Linked DNA regions of Mus musculus: region 1 is linked to region 2. A link is a contact called in public Hi-C data. All regions are on one chromosome and are shown on one strand. The core of a region is the stretch at or near the end of the contact, and the rest is flanking DNA. Distances in the headings are between cores, read along the strand shown.

Region 1 (2,700 bases), core at 91-2,590, 100 kb before region 2:
CCTTTCCCTCCCACCAAATAAAGTGGTTCATGACTTTAGTCCCACCACCTGGAGGCCACCCTGTTCTACACAGGTCCAGGACAGCCAGGGCTTATACAGGGGGTGGGGTGGGTGGGGGAACAGGCATGATTCTTAAGAGCCTAATCTAGGGAGAGAAAGAGAGAGAGAGAGAGAAAGAGAGAGAGAGAGAGAGAGAGAGAGCAAGAGCAAAAACATCAACTATAAAACCAGTAAGTAAGTTAGAGCAGCAAATTAACATGTAAATAATATACAGTGCCCTGTGCATAGGGCTGCACGCCTTTAATCCCAGCGTCCAGATACAGGGCAAATATATCTCTGCAAGTCAGTCTTCTTTATGAGACCTTGCCTAAGAAAGAAAGAGAGAGAGAGAGAGAGAGAGAGAGAGAGAAAGAGAGAGGAAAGGAAAGGAAAGGAAGGAAGGAAGAAAGAAAGAAAGAAAGAAAGAAAGAAAGAAAGAAAGAAAGAAAGAAAGAAAGAGAGAAAGAGAGAAAGAGAGAAAGAGAAGGAAGGTAGGTAGGAAGGAGAGGCACAGAAGGCCTCCGCAAAGTGCCCACAAGCTTCATCTAGCTGTACAGAACACATTAAAGTCTGTCATAAAACCACACTTCAACCTGTCAAGGGAGAAAATACCATTTGATATTGAAAAGCTTTTGATAAAAAGTCACTTCTTTCCCTCCTCCTCCTTCTTCCCCTACTTATCATTATTCTGAGACAGAGTCTTATTATGTAGTCCAGGCTGGCATCAAACTCACAATCCTCCCTCCTGGGCATGTACACCATCCTAGCACACAGCTAGTTCTGAAACCTCCTCTCTCATGAAGAGGCCCTTTCCCTCAGCAAGCACATGCTTCCATTCCTTGTGGGGCCTGAAACCATCCCATCAGCCAGGAAGGGGCCTTCAGGGCAGTGATTGCTGCCTTTGGTGGCAGAACTCAAGATCCCCAAAACAGATGGCAGGGACTTTCTGCCATGGGCAGAGGCTGCTGCCTGGACTGCAGAAAGTCTTGCTCAGTCCAGCACAGTCAGACATTGAGTGAACAGCTAGGGCTACCCGGGCAGTCAGTCTGCACAGAAGGTCTCCACTCCAGCGCAGGAAAAAGCAGCCCACCCAGCTTATTGGTGGTATTCAGACAAGCCAGGGAGATGCCCAGTGCTGTAGGAGGCAGCAGACACCAGGGCACCTTTCCCTGGGTTCTGGGAGATGTATGAGGGAGCCTTGCTAGTTGTTGGACTAAAGCACTTTGACACTTTCCTAGGCTAGGGAAGCGTGGGCAGCGCCAGTGGGATCTGAGCCAGCTGTGTCTCTCTGATAGTCGCACGGAGTGGTGTGGGATGTGCAGTGGGGGGAGGGAAAAGAAGGACACTCCACAAGTGATCCCTGGCTGTGCTGTGCCATGCAGAGGGGAGCTGAGTGTTAAGAAGTCTCTATGCTCTGCCAGCCTGCGACTTCCATTAACCATGTGGCTGGCAAATGAGTATTTTAAGATGATGTTGTCCAGAGCTCCTGACTTTGGAGCAAAGCCATTTCCCAGGCAGTACAAGGGTGTTGTTCAAGACATGGCAGCACGGGTGAGGTTGCCAAGACCCTGGGGTCAGCAACCAGCGACAGCACTACAGGCCTGGTATAGTACCTCTGCAGTCTCAAGTCACTTCCCTCACTCGTGTGCACACACGACACTCGCTGACCACCACTGGGCATCTCTTCTCTCTTCTCAAAGCCAAAAATTGGAACAAAGATGGGAGAAGGAATTCTGGGAGGATCTGGGTGGCAAGAAGGAGACTCCCTGCTGCATTGTGGATGCCCAATGCATGCAAGCACTCAGAGGCCCAGAGAACAATGATAAAAATGGCAGCTGAGATTCCAGTGCCCACCAGAGGGCACCACTCACTACAGCCTTCAGACCTAGGCAGAGGATCCCTGGGGAAGCCTGGTTTCTGTGTGAGCACCTGGTCTGCAGTGGTGAGTCCTCAACTCACCAACCTATGGGAAATGCAGCCCACACCCTGTACAGTCAGAGCTGGGACTCTCTCTTTGATCCCAGGAGAAGGAAGATCTGAGGGTGGGGGGTGGAGGTGAGGAGACATCGGGAATGTGTTTCTCAGAGGGGTAGTTTGACACATCTGTGGGCCACATTGCTTGGAGAAGGGTATCCCTCTTCTTCACAGGGCCCTGGTCTTGCTCGGTTAACAGAGTTTGCTGTTATCCATCTCCACAAGTGATGTCATCTGCATGACTGCTGAGCTGTGATGGAATCCCCACTCCTACATGGCCATCTGGGATAATGGTCCCAGAGCTAAGAGGGAGTGCCACCGAGCAGAGCCCAGGACAGCCTCCACTGCTCCCAGAGAGAGAAATGCCCAGCCAAGGGGACTGCTACAGTCCAGAGAGCCTGCAATTTGTTCTTAACATTTCTGGGGATTGAGACCGAGCTTGTAGGAGAGTGGGGTACAATAATGCCACACACTCCAGCCCAAACCCAGGCCTGGGGCTCCTCTGGCTAATGGCTGGTCGTAGCTTAAATATTTGCTCCTCTCCTGAACCTTGATGACCTCTCAGACTTCCATAGCTAAGACCAGCCTGCAGAGAAGCAGGTTCCATGGCAATGGGGGAATGTGGAACAAGGCAGATGTCAGGATCCAGGGGGGCTACTGAGACCAAGACAGGTCAGGCCAAGTCCC
Region 2 (2,700 bases), core at 8-2,507:
AGTCCTCGACAAGAGGCTTAAACAAGGAACTACATACATTCTAATGAGGGTTAAAAAAATATTTAGACGAATACCAAATTCAGAGCTAGAAATCTGAGCTACTTTGCAGACCTGTTCAGCTTGGAAAGACCTGATGGTTCTGGCAGAAGCACATATGGGCACTGGCACACCTACTTCCTAGGGATAGTTAACCGAAAGCTCGACTTTATTAACATGACAGTGATGAAACACAGAGCCAGTGCCCATGGAAGTTGTCACCGTGGAGCTGTTCTTAAGCTGCGCTTCGGTTTCGTACCTTCAACTCCTCCTTCAGCTTGACTGTTTCTTCTCTAAGGTCATCTCGTTCGCTCCTTATGGAATCAAAGAACTCTTTCTGTCTTTCTAATGCCTGAGCGTGCAACAGAGGAGAAAGAGGGGGGTCAGCGCGGGGGGGGGGGGCGGGCGCGGAGAGAGAGATGAAGAGAGGGAGAGATTAGCACAGATAGCAAGATAAGTAAGAAGCAGGGTCTAGGAGGCACTGTCATCCAGGGCACCAATGAGAAAAAAAAAAGCTGTTGGGTTTATCCCAGGCTAGACCAACTACTGTTCACACATTAGGGTTTCTAAGCAAGGGATGCTATAGAGCAAGGCTGCTTCATAACTTCCATTCCTGCCTTTTGTTTTCTCATTGCAGTGCTGCAGACTGAACCTAGGGCCTCCCACATAGGAGGCAAGTGCTCTACCACCGAGCCACACTCCCAGGATATCCCACTACTGTTTAGTTTGGCTTTCTCTTCTTTTCTCTTTTCTCCTTTTGGAGAGGGGTGTTGTTTGTTTTTGTGATAGGGTCTCAGTGTGTGGCCCTGGCAGGCCTGGCGCTCGCCTCCACAGTGCTGGGATTAAAGGTATGTGCCATCACTGCCTGGCGTGAGCTCTGTTTGCATCTTACAACAAGGTGCTGGAGAGCTAACAGGAATCACACAGTCCTTTTAGTGAGAGATCAATCAGTGCAGAACGAGAATGGCTGCTACAGAACCCTAGTCAATAATTTTAGACATTTTTGTGTTTATGTTCCTGTTTATGTTTGTGTTTATGCCTCCATGTGTCTCTGTGTGTAGCTCCGAGGACAGGACCAGGTGTTATTCATCAAATGCCATCATCTTTGTTTTAGAGACAGTCTCTTACTGTCCTGGAGTTCCCTGTGTATGTTGGTTGGTCATCAAGCCTTAGGAATGTCCTTATCTCTAGCTCTCCCTCCTCCCCAGTGCCAGGGTTACAAATATGTGTCACCACGTCTAGTCTGGTGATTAAATGCAGGTCCTTGTGCTTGCACGTTTCTGGGCAACCCTGTCCTTTGCCCCTAAGCTATTTTTAGACATCGGTTATGTGTATTTGTTGTCTAAAAAATGTCCTGGAAAAGTATGTTTGTACATGTGTGCATGCATACACACACACACACACACACAGAGAGAGAGAGAGTGAGAGAGAGAGAGAGAGAGAGAGAAACACACAGTCTCTTAGCCAAAGCTTATAAATTTGTCAAAGTAGAATGGTGGGGCTCCATACTGTGACCACTTCTATGATCACCTCTGGACCTGTACTGGGACCCTACCACATGAGTTGCTGTTTTTTAGGTGCCATGTGCTACTCTGAGTCAGCAGTGACTTGGTCCTATTTATCACTCCTATATGTGGTCGGGCTGTCTCTTCCTCTCTGCTGAGGATGGAGAGAGATCCAATGGGAACCTGTGGGGTGTGGTACCTGCCACCCACAGCATCACATGACCTCGAGAAATTCTGGAGTTTGATTCTCCACACTGAGCTACCCAGAGCCTCTCCTTGCATGGCCTGCATTGCATCTAGGCTGCTCTGGTGCAGCAGGGAGGGAGACAACTGCAAATACCCAGCTCTGGTGCCATCCAACTGGATAAGCTGGGGTAGCCAACAGGCTATTCATGCTGCATCACATGAGGGCCACAGGCACTCTCATGCAAACATTATTTTTTTTTCCCAAACCAAAGCTTCTGCAAGAGCCTCGTTTGCTAAGCATCCCGCCCCCCGGAAGCGTTTGGCGAAGGCTTGAGACTCCTACCCCTATCTTTTTGTCTTTCCATTCTATCGTTTCCTGAAGATCAGAAATCTCCCTGATAAAACCCGCCTGTTTCTGCTGCAGCTGTCGGATTTCCTGAGGAAAGGAACAGACAGAAAGAAAGCAGACAAAGAATTAAGCAGAGAAAAGAAGTCGGTGCTAGATGACCGGGATAGGGAGGTTGACCAGTAGGCAGCCAACAAGTATCTCATCTCACCAGCCCCAAGTTCATTAGCATGTGAAAATTTTTCTTCATTCTACTCCCAGTTCCATTAAGAAAACCAGCTTGGCTGATATCTTACCTCAAGCCAATTACAGTCCTGATTGTGTTATAAAAACAAAAATACCAAACCCTGCACAGTCATGTTTTGCTTAGCAGTAGGACAGCAGTCTGAGAAACAGGTGAGGAAATAGGTGAGCTTGTTGTTCTGCAAACATCACAGAGTAAGCAAATGATGGCTGCAATGTCACTAAGTAATATACTCCATGGGACCACTGTAGTCCCTGTGTCCCACTGCTGATCAGAATGTTACCTGGCACATACCTGTGCCTGTTTCCTACAGTCACGATAACATATGACCACAACTTTCATGAAATCACATAAATATACTTTCTGACAGATTTAAGACTGGA

Evidence for each region. Hi-C and Micro-C count contacts between places; a contact is called where the count stands out from the background.
Region 1: a Hi-C map of Sertoli cells shows a contact between it and region 2, with 3 times the contacts expected there. The contact joins two enhancer-like sites. A contact is called at or near these places in 1 of 15 datasets of contacts at CTCF or cohesin (the NIH/3T3 cell line), 13 of 484 Hi-C or Micro-C datasets (the AML12 cell line, the N1E-115 cell line, Sertoli cells and 9 more), 5 of 115 datasets of contacts at active chromatin or transcription factors (the 230-238 cell line, the HPC-7 cell line, embryonic stem cells and 2 more) and 2 of 9 other capture datasets (adipose tissue and liver).

The regions. Positions count from the first base shown.
Region 1 is chr1:91,210,536-91,213,235 of GRCm38.p6, reverse strand. All of the region lies in intron 2 of Ramp1 (receptor (calcitonin) activity modifying protein 1), which reads right to left. Among named protein-coding and RNA genes, the nearest start is that of Ramp1, 32 kb to the right of the region's middle. Within about 2 kb of position 1,340, at least 68 of the 459 cell types and tissues checked have an H3K27ac peak or open chromatin away from gene starts, as enhancers often do. A contact at or near this core is called in Sertoli cells, where this site is marked.
Region 2 is chr1:91,108,043-91,110,742 of GRCm38.p6, reverse strand. Lrrfip1 (leucine rich repeat (in FLII) interacting protein 1) reads right to left here. Exons shown (of 25, transcript NM_001310732.1): 18 at 2,071-2,163; 19 at 296-388. Among named protein-coding and RNA genes, the nearest start is that of Rbm44, 36 kb to the left of the region's middle. Within about 2 kb of position 1,257, at least 22 of the 459 cell types and tissues checked have an H3K27ac peak or open chromatin away from gene starts, as enhancers often do. A contact at or near this core is called in Sertoli cells, where this site is marked.